Regions from separate parts of the Sus scrofa genome. Here regions 1 and 3 are each linked to region 2. The links are chromatin contacts, called in public HiChIP or PLAC-seq and promoter capture Hi-C maps. All regions are on one chromosome and are shown on one strand. The core of a region is the stretch at or near the end of the contact, and the rest is flanking DNA. Distances in the headings are between cores, read along the strand shown. Region 1 holds the start of ZMYND8 (protein kinase C-binding protein 1). Region 2 holds the start of SYS1 (protein SYS1 homolog). Region 3 holds the start of OSER1 (oxidative stress-responsive serine-rich protein 1).

Region 1 (4,500 bases), core at 1,951-4,450, 1.7 Mb before region 2:
GCCTGCTGTGTGCACGCTGGAGGCAGAGAGCTCCAAGGGTGCTTGTTTTCACAGCCGAATAGACTATCTCGGGGTGCAGCTTGCCGAGGCTGCCGGCCTGGCTACAGGCCATTTGAGTGGGGCCCCGCCTGGGCCAGTAAGGTGCCTGGGGAAGGGGGCTGGGGTCAGCCCTTAGCTCTCCTTGGAGGCCAGCTCCATCACAAAGACACTCGGTCTGGCTTCTTTTAGCCTGATTCTATCCCCTGATTCTATTTCCTGAAATATTAAGAGAGACACGTTTTAATCTATTTTTATTAGCTCATGGCTTATTCATACCACCACAGAAGCTGCTTGTTTAGGCCTGTGCTGGCTTTGCGAACCAGAGCCACAATGGTCGAACTTCTTTCTTGCTCTTCATTTAAGCTAAGGTTTCCCCCCTCTCAGCACAGTGGATGTTTGGGTCACAGTATTCCTTGTGTGGCTTTCCTGTTCGCAGAAGGAAAGCATCCTGGGTCTCCACCCACTAGATGCCAATAGCATCTGCCACGCCACCCCCCGCCCCCAAGTTGTGACCACCCAGAAGTCTCCAGACATTGCCACATGCCCCTTGCGGGGGTGGAGGGAGGTTGGGGTGGGGACAAAGCACTCCTGGTGGAGAACCACTGAATCGAGGAATTGCTATATTCCTGATTGTCGAGATGGCGACGTGTCCCCCTTGACATCTAGCTGGTGGTTTGTGGGGAGAGAGGAGCTTTCTCTGGGCCTTTGAAAGAGCGTGATCTCAAGATTGCCCAGCTTCATCATGTACTACTTTTTTTTTTTTTTTTTTTTTTTTGGTCTTTTTGCCATTTCTTGGGCCGCTCCAGCGGCATATGGAGGTTCCCAGGCTAGGGGTCGAATCGGAGCTGTAGCCGCCGGCCTATGCCAGAGCCACAGCAACGCGGGATCCGAGCCGTGTCTGCAACCTACACCACAGCTCACGGCAATGCCGATCATTAACCCACTGAGCAAGGGCAGGGATTGAACCCGCAACCTCATGGTTCCTAGTCGGATTCGTTAACCACTGCGCCACGGTGGGAACTCCCCATCATGTACTACTTAAAGCTCATGTGCAAAGGAGTCAAACTCCCGAAAGAAAACACAGATCCTGCAGTTGCTGTTGGTAGATTTTAGCCTTGTATCTGCTCTGCTTGGTTCGGCTTCTCTTTTGTTTCTTTAGAGAAAGGCGAAGGCACAGGGTTCAGGAATGTGGAGTCATCCCTGGGGTGGAAGTCTGACCTCTGGCACCGGCCTGCTGTGTGACCTTGAGCAGCTGGCTTCACCTCTCTGGGCTCTGTTCCAGCTCCCTAACAATGCTCCCTACCTCCGGGAGTCAGGCTGCGTAAAGTGCTGACTGAGCCAGTGCCAGGCCCAGGGCGAGCCTGTAGACGCTGTTGAGACCACTCTGTGCACTGGGGGTTTGAGAGGCCTCACTGGATAATCTCTCGATTGAGGCCGGCAGCATTTGCTTTTCTTTATTCTCTGCTTATCAGCAACATTCCATCAGACCCAGTATTGGCCCTTAGTAGGCCTGGCCTGGGCTTCCTTTTTCAATCCCTGGCCCTCCCAGGATTCCATCTGCCACCATACCTTTGTCTCTGTCCCCAGCCGAATTGCTGTTTTCCAGATAACCTCAGACCTACCCGAATGCCAACAGCATTCCTCAAACAGAGCAGAGCTGCCAGAATAAGCCGGCAGCTTCCTGCTCTTTGCCCCAGAAAACATTTCAAGTGATCAAGTGATTGGGGTGGTGGGGGGAGGATGCTGCAGCTGCTTATGCAACAAGCTTTAATCCCAGGGTAAAATCCACCACGCGAAACGGCCATGTATTTTATTTCTTCAAGTGGGGTCGGGAAGTTAGATCGGCCAGAAACTCCTCATTCTATTTGTTTTCCCCAAAGCAGCACCCACACACAGACACATGGAGTATTCTTATGGGATGGCTGTGGATGGCCGCTGCCCACACAGCCAGGCGGGAGCACAGAGGCTGATGAGCTCTGGCCTCCTGTCCCCGGTCTGGTCTCCCTGGGCTCAGTTCCACCCCCAGGAAGAGGAGGCCCCTCCCTTCTGGTGAGGCCCAGGCCTGTTGTCCTTTGTCAGATCTGGTGGTGGTGGCGGCAGTGCCCCCCCCCTCCCCCGCATCTTGGCCTCTTTAGCCTAAAATATAGCAACGAAATCCCCTCCCTCTTCATAAAGCCGGGGCCCTGCCCCTGCGGTACCGTGTCCTTGGGTTCTTGGCTTGTTCCTATTTGACATAAGATTCCCAGCCAGGAAGAATTTATGTGTGCTCGGTGGGCATCTGTCGTCCGTGGGGGTGGGGGTGGGGGTGGGGGAACGGGGGCAGGGCGAGCAGGCCATCAGCGCCACCGTTTTCTTTGTGGCAGCGGACTGTGTGGGATGAGAAAGCCCACAAGCCCTAATTTTAGAAGGAGAAGGGGAGGCTTTATTGGTCCATACTTTTACCTCCTGGCATATGGCTGCGTCACCTCGGGATGCTTTCTCCAGCCTCTCAAGAATGGGGTTTATTTAGCCTTTGGGGTTCCAGCTTGCTGGGGTGTTTTGTTTTGTTTTGTGTTTTTAAACCTTGTTAATCAAGCACCTTGTCTTTTTTAAAGAAAGAAGCCAGTGCGTGTGGACTTTTAAAGATCCTTTTGGATTTGCCTTTTCTTTCTCGGGCTGCCCACCAGTTACAAAGGAGGAACCAGGCAAAGACCTCCGAATACTATTGAAATGGGTGGAATTATAAGCAGTTCTGAAACACGAGTTAATGTTTTACTGGGGAGCAGTGCCAGAGATATGGGGGTGGGGGGATTGCCAAGGGGTAGGGCTGTGTGTGAAATAGCTGTTCCATCTGCCTGTGGGGACCCAGAGAAGCCGTGGAAGTAAATTTCAGCAAAAATCCTTATAAAGCTCATGGGATTTGTCTGCCCGCTGAGGGCCCAGCTCCCCCAGAAGACCCATGCAGGGATGACTGTGGCAGGAAGGGCGAAGCAGTGGGTGTAGGCCTGACTAATAATGGGGGTTCTTGTTCCCTGGCTGGGTTTGACATCTTTCTTTCTCCCTCTGGATTTAAATGGCTTCTCAGCCCGAGAGGCACTGCCTGTGCCCTGGATTCAGAAGGTACACGCCTCCTTGGGAAGCCAAGGCGAGAGACAGCGGCTCACTCACTCTCTCTCTCTCTCTCTCTTTCTGCATCTGCCGGGAGAGCTGCCGCTGGTATTTTTCCACAGGCCTTTTCTGCGCTCTCAGGGCCTAGCTTTTCCCGGCCAGGCCCAGAGTCCGAGAGAGGGTTAATAGGCAGGAAGCTGAAGCCATCGCAGACTAATACGGAAGTCAGATTTTTGTTTAACTGACAGGTTTAGCAGGCCTCCGCCGTGGGGGAGGGGGCCGGGAGGGGAAGGGAAGTCTGTAGCTCTAGGCATGTGGCCTGCTAGGAGCGCATTTGGCCTTTCTTAGGGTAAGGACCGAAGCTGCTGGGGGTGCGGGGCTGGCATCCCGGCCAGGAGGCAGGAGCCGGATTTGGTTTTCGTTGGAGCTCTGGATGGGGGTGGGGGGCGGTGAGAGGTGAGATTCTGGGCCGAGGCGAAGGGCTCTCTGGCCTGCTTTGTCCAGGAGGCAGTCTGACAATGACTATGCAAACTTGACCACTGGGTGCCCCTCCTCCCTGCCAGCCCGAGTCCTCTGTCCTCTGAGAAGCCAGGGCTGCTCTGGAACCATCTGGGGGGCTCGCCTGCCCGGTCTCTTCGGCCTCAGAGGCCTGCCTCCAGCCTCTTTTTTTTCTTGTTCCCTGGGCTGTTTTCCTGGGGCTCCCCACGCTTCGGCCTCAGTCCGCCCCTCACCTCGCCGGGGGCGGGGGTGGGGGAAGAACGTTCTGCTGGATTGTTCTAGAAAAAGGACCAGCCTTCCTCCCAGCGAGAGAGCCGTTTCCGTGGGGGCAGATGAGGGTGAGCCCTTCCAGCTCACCCCCAAATCGCTCTTGCTTGGGGCCTCCGGGCCTCAGGCTTTGCTGGAGCAGGTCAGGCTGGCTGCACTGGCTTGCCCGTGCCGGGAACTCTAGCCAGGGTGTGGGAGAAGGGCGTCTGGGGGCCCCTTCCCTAAGTTTTTCTTGCTGCAAAAGGCCTAGCTTAGCCTGTCTTTTTCTATGCACAGGATGGCTCTTGCTCACCAGAGCCTCACAAAGATAATCGCTCAGGAAGTGTTTCCGCCAATCCGAGGCCGCCTTACACTCCGATTTGCCGGGGCAGCCAATCGGGGATGAGCTTTTATTAGGCGGCCAGATCATCAAGCCGAAGTGCCAAACCCTTTTTCTGTGAGAACTAGGAGCCTGTCCTCCATGTTTTATAAGTATTGACATTACACAGTGTTAACAATGCATCCACAGAGGTAAGCTCGACTTTTTAACCATCTTTTCTCCCCCTCCCTCTGAGACATCCGCATTGTGGGCGAGCAGTGTGATTTCTCTGTGGCTGGCCGTGCCACACT
Region 2 (4,259 bases), core at 245-2,744:
GCTGCCGGCCTGCACCACAGCTACAGCAACAGCAACACAGGATCCCAGCCACATCTGTAACCTACACCACAGCTCACGGCAATGCCGGATCCTTAGTCCACTGAGCAAGGCCAGGGATCAAACCTGCATCCTCGTAGATACTAGCTGGGTTCGTAACCCACAACGGGAACTCCCTAAAGCACCCTCTGGGCCTCAAAACATTTTGTTGAGGATTACTGTAGTCCAAAGAGGAAATAAGTTTAGAAAGGTGAAATAACTTGCCCAAGTCCCACAGTTAGAATGCTGGGGTCTAGACTGGACCCTAAGCTTTTCTGAATCCAAAGTACAGGCTCTCTGCAGTCTGCCACCTTTCTGATACTGATTTTATGATTTTGCAGACAGGAAAACTGAAGTTCAGAGAGGTGAGGATACTTTCCCAAGGTCACATGGCTAATACATGGGAGTTAAACAGAGTCCTGACTCCAAAGCCCAGGTAGTTCCCACTCTACCTCCGTGAATGATCTTTTATCCATTCCTCCCTCCCCAGTTTGATACCTGGAAATCTAGGGCTCAGAGAAGTGAAGTCACTTTCTCAGTGTCAGCAAGGAGATGTATCAGACTGCCTGGAACGCAGGTCTGTTTATTCTAACACCCAGGGCCTTTCCTTTGTACCAGTCTGCCTTCCCGTTATGAGTCATTCCATTTTACGGATGGGGCAGCCGAGGTTCGGAAAGTGATATCCCTTTCCCAGAGCCACAAAGTGAGAAGGTAGCCCAGTGAGGTCTACAGCCATTAGTGACAGACCACCTCGTGAAGCCGAGACCCCGCCCGCGTCGGCCCAGGGACCCTACCTCGGCGTCGAACATCTGGTCCAGCGAGGGGCTGCTGCGCACCAGCCCGTCCACCAGCGCCAGCCACAGGCCTAGCGAGCCGTAATAGACAGTCTGCATGAGGACGATCTGTGACAGGATCAGCAACGGGTCCCACACGTAGCTGCGGAACTGGCCCGCCATGCCGGCTCGCGGGGCACTGCTGCCGCCCGGGCCTGGGTCAGCGCCGCCGCCGCCGCGCCATGGGCCCCGGGCAGCCCCGGCACCTGCGAGGACACACACACGCCGGGCCTCAGCCAGCCGGCCGTCACCATGGCAACATCGCCCCGCCCAGGAGGAGGGGCTGGGACGGAGGGGGCGAGCCCATTCCCGGAATGGGGGGGAGGGCAGGACGGACAGACCCATTACCGAACTGAGGGGAAGTCCTGCCCGTTACGGCTGCTCGAGCCCCGCCCGTCCTCGAGCTTCTCTGAAGTTCACTCACCAGTGTCGGACTCGAGAATCAAAGCGTCCGAGTGCGGCCCAGTCTCACCGGCTGGCCCCCGAAGCAGTGCTGACAGGCAGAACCATGGAGAAGAGTCCCTACAGGCCTAGAGAGGCAAAGCTCCAGCGGCGGCCGAGGCAGCAGCGGATACGTAGGAAGGAAGCGTTTCCGGGAACAGCGTAGGGGGCGGGGCTGAGATTGCGCAGGCGTAGGGGTGCAGTCTTCGGCGGAGCCCCCTAAAGCAGGGGTGGGGGCGGGTTTTAGGGCGGCCCCGAACCGAAGTATGCACATGCGCACAATAAAGAATGAAGGCGAACGGAAGTGAGGCGTGAGCGCGGTGGAGCTTGCGTGCCCTCTAGAGGGGGATCTTGGGGAAAGTAGGGTAGCTGGGGTGGAAGATAGAGGGGTGGCCGTGGGCGAGGGAAAGTCTGGGAATTAAGGGATTGATTACGTCGACTCTGTTTTCAACCTAGATTCCCAGCGTTTTCTTTCGCCTAAAGTCCGGGGTGACTTAAAATGAACCTGCCAGCAATTCCACACATGATTTCGCCCCTGTTTCCTTAGATAAAACTAAGGGTCAGAGAAGGAAAGCAACATACTGTCTCAAAGACAGTGGCAATCAAAATTAGAATTCAGCTGTGCCCAACACCACAGCATTGATTTCGGGCCTATAGAGTGGTTAGGAAGATTTGGACACTTTCAAATGAAACAGCTCTGCTCTCAGACAAACTCACTGTGTTAGAAGGCAAAGTACTGGGTGTTTTATAATGTATCCATTTATATTTATATATCCATATGTATTTATTAAGGGGGAGGAAGCAGAGGTTCTGAATTCATACCTAGAAGCATATCCACATTCTGCCTGCCACCCTGACTGTGAGCATGTCTTGCTCACCATGACTTCTCTTCTGAGTCTAAATAGTGTGGACAGTCAGTAAATATTTGCTGAATGAGTCAAGAATAGAGAAAGGGCAACAGCAAATTGATGAATCATTTCATTCCTGCCTCAGCGGACCAAAACCCCTCAATTTCATTGATCCTAGGTTTTCCTTTTCCGGAATGGAAAGAAGGGAAGTAACTGGTTCCAGGAAAAAAAAAAATCCAGGTTTTAGAGCCTGCTGTACTAGTTGTGTGACTAGTACACTTCCTTCTTTAAACCTCAGCTTCCCTGTTTCTGAAACGTAAAGTTAGACAAGATTAATGTTTTACATCATTTAATCTACTCTCCTTTAATTACTTCCCAGTTAAAACAACTTTATCAAAGACCCATGTCACTTGCACATCAGAATTTCTGAACAGCATGTGATAAGCATGATAGCACCTTGAGCTGATACAATTTCAGACAAAAGTAAAGAACCTTGATACTCTATCAAGAGTAAGTCAGGATTCCCATCATGGCTCAGCAGTGACAAATCCGACTACTAGCCATGAGGACACAAGCTTGGTCCTTGGCCTTGCTGAATGGGTTAAGGAGCCAGGGGCATTGCCACAAGCTGAGGCGTAGGTCACAGACATGGCTCTGATCTGGCGTTGCTGTGGCTGTGGTGTAGGCCAGCAGCTACAGGTCCAGTTTGACTCCCAGCCTGGGAACTTCCATATGCCGCAGGTGCGGCCCTTAAAAAAAAAAAAAAAAGAGGATGTGATTTCGCTTATTATTTGGAAATGTTGTAAACAGTTCCCTTGGACTCCAGTTTGCAAGTCATTAAAGCCCAAAGACATGAGGTGCTTTCCAGCTCAACTGTTCTTTTAGGCCCCTCAGTTGAGCTCAGCAAATCTCTCTGGTTCATGGATGACTCAGATGATTTAATGTTTCTGCGAAAATATCATGTTTGTTAAGTATCTACATGATCTTATTTATTTCTCACAATCCGGGAAGGTAGATATTCCCTACTTTTTTTTTTTTTTTTTTTTTTTTTTTTTTGTCTTTTTATCTTTTTGCCTTTTCTAGGGCCGCTCCTGACGCACATGGAGGTTCCCAGGCTAGGGGTCTAATCGGAGCTATAGCCACTGGCTTACGCCAGAGCCACAGCAAAGCGGGAACCAAGCCGTGCCTGCGACCTACACCACAGCTCACGGCAATGCCGGATCCTTAACCCACTGAGCAAGGGCGGGGATTGAATCCACAACCTCGTGGTTCCTAGTTGGATTTGTTAACTACTGCGCCACGACGGGAACTCTGATATTCCCTACTTTAAAGGTGAGGAGGAGCTCCCTGGTGGCTCAGTGAGTTAAGGATCTGGTATCATTATTGCTGTGGCTTAGGTCACTGCTGTGGCTCAGGGTCAATCCCTGGCCTGGGGACTTTTGCATGCCATGGGTGGGGCCAAAAAATAAATAAAGGTAAGGAAAGGGAGACTCCAATAAGGAGTGTGACTGTACTAAATCAGAGAGCTCAAGGGAGACTGAGCTGGGATTCAAACCCAGGACATCTGACTCTAAACGCCAAGGTATCATTCCAGAATTAAGGGGAAAAAAAGTGGAGAAGAAAAGGAAGGACGGAGACAGTGGTGGGGTAGTGGAAAGAGGAAAAGGAGCAGTGAATCCTTAGGCTCAAGTGGTTCTGGGGTGAGGGATTAAGGAGAGATTGGAGGAGAGGCTGAGGAAAAGTGCTTGGAGAGGTTCAATTTAGTTTTGGCAGGCAGCTTCCTCTTCCTTCCAGGGGCTTAGTGGTATGGCTTTTTCAGAGTCGGGCCCCCTCAAGTCAGCTGGCCGCTGGGCCTTCTCCACCCCATCTCCGCCCACAGAGGGAAGGCATTCCCTCCCCTTTCTCCTGAAATGGAAAGGCAGCTGGCAGCCTGAGGCGCCCGGGCCAGCTGGGTCGCTGGGGCCTGAGTCACCCCTGGATCCTGGAGCTCACCTTAGGGAAACCCCCACGGACTTGCCGGATAGTCTTTTGCAATTTCCTTTTCCCTGCAGAATTTCAGCTCTTGAATTCCTACCTTTACAAGCCCTGGAAATGGGCACTA
Region 3 (4,372 bases), core at 1,819-4,318, 1.0 Mb after region 2:
TGGTGTAGACATTTTACATTTAATAATGTCATCAAGGTAAGGAATAAATTATTTGAGCTTTAAAACATGAGAAAAGACTACTCTTCCAGATTACCAACTGGTAGGATAGCAGTCATATCACTGGGAAAATAAATTTTTTAAAGCTTTGAACTTGCCTTCCCCAAAGCTATTTTTTAAAATCAGAATGTGGCGTTCCCGTCATGGCGCAGCGGAAATGAATCTGACTAGAAACCATGAGGTTGTGGGTTCGATCCCTGGCCTCACTCAGTGGGTTGTGGATCGGCGTTGCTGTGAGCTGTGGTGTAGGTCACAGACAAGGCTCTGATCCCCCATTGCTGTGGCTGTTACGGAGGCTGGTAACAGCTCCAATTAGGCCCCTGGCCTGGGAAGTTCCATATGCCGGGGGTGCAGCCCTAAAAAGGACAAAAAGACTAAATAGATAAGTAAAATAAAATTTAAAAATAAAAAATAAATAAAATCAGAAGTTATCTTCCTATATAAATTGATTGTTTTTGCAGTCTAATTTGATGGAATGAATTCTCCTCTATTCAATCACTTAGAAAGTACATGTAACAAGAAGGACGTACACTGTTAAAGGCATTTTACAGCTACCACAGCTTTCTGATTAAATGGCATCACTGTGTGCATTAAGTTGATAAATGCCAAGTCAATTTCCTGAATATAAAATCTCCACATTAGGTTCAAGGCTTTTTCTGTGGCTGGAAAGATCCTGTGCTGCTGGTGTAGGAGGCAGTCTGGCTTTGTTCCCACACATCACATGCTTTGTGGCTTCTGTCTCTCATTCTAAGTCATGAGGTGTCAAACAGTGAATCAGGCCTATATATGACTTGGAATTTCAGGCCACATCAGGGGGTGTGAGTTAACAGACTTTCTTCCCCAGAGGTTCGCCTTCCAAATACTCCCTGAGTAATGAGCCACATCCTCAGAAAGCATCCAGCTTTACGACAGAGACACGCGTACCTAAAAGGAAGCCTGGAGTTTCTGTCGTGGCACAGTGGTTAGCGAATCCGACTAGGAACCATGAGGTTGTGGGTTTGATTCCTGGCCTTGCTCAGTGGGTTAAGGATCCAGCGTTGCCGCGGGCTGTGGTGTAGGTCGCCGACACAGCTCGTATTCTGAGTTGCTGTGGCTCTGGCGTAGGCCAGCATCTACAGCTCCGATTAGACCCCTAGCCTGGGAACCTCCATATGCCGCGGGAAGCAGCCCTAGAAAAGGAAAAAACACCCCCAAAAAAAAATAAATAAATAATTACAAATAAATATAATAAATAAAATAAAAGGAAGCCTTTTAAAACTTTAGTTTTTAGTATTTAATGCCATCATAGATGGAAATGAGGTAAAATGAAGCATGCCCCAAAACTGTACACAGCACAGCACCTACTCACCTCCAGAATTCAACTCAACTAGATACAGTCCCTGCCTTCAAGGTTGTGTGGTTTTATCTGAAGCAGTATTTTTGACTAACAGCTTAAAAACATGTATTTGGTCTTAATGAAATTCACGTGGCAACTTCTGAGGGGAAAAAAATGCATCATATTTTCCTGCTTCTTATTCTAAGATATACTGAGAGATGGTAAGCAGTGGACTGCCAGGCTTTTGAGACTGTTTAAATCCTGATTCGGTCACTTCCTAGCACTGTGACACAGAAGAAGGGAGCTAGAACAAGCTAATATCTGAATCCCAGTCATCCTCATCTGTTGTGTAAAATTACAGGAATATTAAACGTGCAAACACGTGCATGGTTGCTGCAAAGAAGCGGGGAGCCATCATTAGAATTTGGTTTGATGTTGGGACTTAACAATTAACAGGTTTCTTTCATCCCTTGTCAGTTACTGAGCCTCTGGTATGAACAAGGATTTAAAAAGGTACCCAGGGCCCAAGACATGCTTTAACAATCTTATAAAATAACCTGTAGATTCCATCCTCAGACATGGGCCAGGCATTCCAAAGTCTGGCTATAGTTAAGTTGAACATACCAAGCTATTTTCAGCAGCCTATCCAATTAGGTGATTATAGCTAAGGTACTGGGGAGTGGGAGGGTCCAGTTTTGGTTCAAGTGACAACCTCACACAAAGGTTGGCCAGAACCAACTCGAGCCCATTTTACTGAGGAAGAGCATCTTTTCCCACAAAGCTCTGAGAAGTGCGGACGTGGAACTGGGGCATGGTGAGTGAGCTGGTGTTGGAGGGAGTAGCAGCCGTTGCTCAGCCCATCCCTTCTCTGTCTGCCATCCAAGCAACCGTCGGAGTCCTACAAAAGGAAAAGATCCCTAAAAATTACCTGCTTAGGTGAACTGCCCAAACCTTTTTGCAAAATTTGGTATGCCTGTGCACGTCTCTGTCGAGGCGGCCTACGATTCTCACCAGATTCTCAACGGAGTCCATGCCTGAAAACAACGAGATGTGCTGAAGCAGTCCAACGTCCTCATTTAACAGAATGGAGAAAGCCAGAGAGGGAAACAACAAAGGTATTTTGTAAACGCATTTCAGTTCCAATTTCGGCCTAATGTTCACGGTACTAGCTGTGTCGGATTCCCCCTTGCTTTTCTGCAGCCCTGGGGGATCCCCAGGAGGCGAAGGCTGGTGTTCGAGCCCCAGCGATACCGCCGGCAGTCCAGATTCGCGCATCCAGGAGACTCGCGCGGAGCGTTCAGAGGTGGCTCCGTTGCGTAAAGATCCACCCACCTGGGCCTCACCTCGCGGAATTCCGTAGCCTTGTTGACTCCAGGTAGCGCTCCAAGCACAGGGAGACCGCGGAAAATCGAGGTGGCTCCGTGACAGCGAGAAACAACCCTCACTCACCCAGTCACTCACCTGACCAAGAGAAGGAAGCAGGCATGCCCCAGAAAGCCATCCCCAGCAAACTCTTTGAGAAGGGAGGAGCGAGCGAAGAGAATAACAGGAAGTGGCGTCAGGCGCACGTGTTTTGAGAGGGGCGGGTGCAAGGCGTTTGAGAGGCGCGGCTACAGCTCCGCGCCTGCGCAGTCGCTGCCTGCCGCGCTGCCGAGTCACGGGGGGTAGGAGGAGCGCGAACAGGGGGCGGGGGGCGTGCCCGAGTGACGCAGGCGCAGAGCGACTCCGGAGGAGCGGGCCGCCCCCTCCGCGGGTTTAGATCCGGGTCAGTCAGGCGCGACGATCGGGGAGAGACGATCTGAACTGACGAGACTGGCTCACCGGAGCGACCCTGCCGCGAGGAGGTGAGTGCCCAGACTTGACGGAGAAGCTCCGTAGCACCGCGTCTCGGCCTCGAGGCCCGGCCTGGCAGCGGGCAGCCGCTTCTGAGCCCTCTCGCGTCGCGTCGCGTCGTCCCACGGCTCTGGCTGTCTGGGCCCAGCCGGGCCTGCGCCTCTCCGCGCTCCGTCCGCCGCCGCGGCCTGGCACTACCCGAGCCCCGCTCTCTTCGCCCCTTCCCGCCTCCGCGACCCCCGCCCCGCGCCTCCGCCCTCTCCCGCCTGGCCGTAGCTTCCCCTTTTCGTCCTCCTCGGCAGCCCTTTGCCCCTTCCCGCCCTTTTCCGCGCCCCAGTCTCGTTGGCTGCCGCTTCGGCTTTGCTCCCTCCTCCTCCTGCATCCCTTGCCCCTTGGCCCTACTGTATCCTCTCCTTTTGGCCCGGAGAGTATCCTCAGGGGGCGACTTCCAGCTGCAGGACCTCGGGCGGGCAGAGCTAAGGCCCTGGACAGCTCCCCGCTATCCGAACCCCTCAGGTTCTGAGCCTCCCTCTCCCCAAATCCTGTTGAACCACGACCGATCCACTTTCTGGGTAAGAAGAATTAACATCGGGCTCTAGTACCGAGAGTTTAGGGAGTTGAGTGGGTAGAAGAGACACCCGGGTCGATTGTTTGAACCTAGTTTTATTTGCGCCTTGCAGAGTTGCTGGATTCGGTTTTCTTTCCCGAACTCCACGCTTCCTGGTGGGTTGGGAAATTTTCTAAATATTTTAACATTGTGATGACACGCTTACGCGCAGATCTTTTATTGATCGTTCTCCGGTCTTTTCAGGGTCCTGGAAATTTGGACCTAGGCCTGACGTTCGAAGAGGTCTCGGTTAAAACTGCAAGATGTAAATAAGATTGTGACCCATAGCTTTTGTTGACAATCAGAGAAAATCAGGAATTTGCCCTTTTGATGAAGGAACTTAGAATAATTTTGGTTTTTTTTGAAAGGCTAAGGAAAATCCGAGGCCCTATGTTATTTGACTTAAGGTAATTTCTAATAGGCCTTTTAAAAAGTTTGATCTTTGAGGGGGATCGTTCAATTTCAAGAAGTTAGTGTAGTAAAAAACGGCAGAAATCCATCCCACAAATTTATGAATTTATCAGTGAAGAAGGGGAAAACGATACATGTTTCACTGAGTT

Evidence for each region. Promoter capture Hi-C pulls out the DNA fragments that hold promoters and counts their contacts. HiChIP or PLAC-seq counts read pairs in DNA pulled down with a chosen protein or histone mark.
Region 1: a contact with region 2 is called in a promoter capture Hi-C map of liver, with 4 times the contacts expected there. The contact joins the promoter of ZMYND8 here to the promoter of SYS1 in region 2. A contact is called at or near these places in 1 of 5 promoter capture datasets (liver) and 1 of 47 Hi-C or Micro-C datasets (liver).
Region 3: a contact with region 2 is called in an H3K27ac HiChIP or PLAC-seq map of alveolar macrophages. The contact joins the promoter of OSER1 here to the promoter of SYS1 in region 2. A contact is called at or near these places in 1 of 47 Hi-C or Micro-C datasets (liver) and 1 of 2 datasets of contacts at active chromatin or transcription factors (alveolar macrophages).

The regions. Positions count from the first base shown.
Region 1 is chr17:49,389,118-49,393,617 of Sscrofa11.1, reverse strand. ZMYND8 (protein kinase C-binding protein 1) reads left to right here and starts at 3,200. Exons shown (of 26, transcript XM_021078039.1): 1 at 3,200-3,475; 2 at 4,168-4,401. The coding sequence starts at 4,388.
Region 2 is chr17:47,683,419-47,687,677 of Sscrofa11.1, reverse strand. It overlaps SYS1 (protein SYS1 homolog), which reads right to left and starts at 1,494. Exons shown (of 4, transcript XM_005672967.3): 1 at 1,294-1,494; 2 at 831-1,075. The coding sequence starts at 992. It overlaps DBNDD2 (dysbindin (dystrobrevin binding protein 1) domain containing 2), which reads right to left and starts at 1,458. Exons shown (of 6, transcript NM_001243672.1): 1 at 1,294-1,458; 2 at 831-1,075.
Region 3 is chr17:46,684,840-46,689,211 of Sscrofa11.1, reverse strand. OSER1 (oxidative stress-responsive serine-rich protein 1) reads left to right here and starts at 3,068. Exons shown (of 4, transcript XM_021078054.1): 1 at 3,068-3,216. It also overlaps LOC106506689.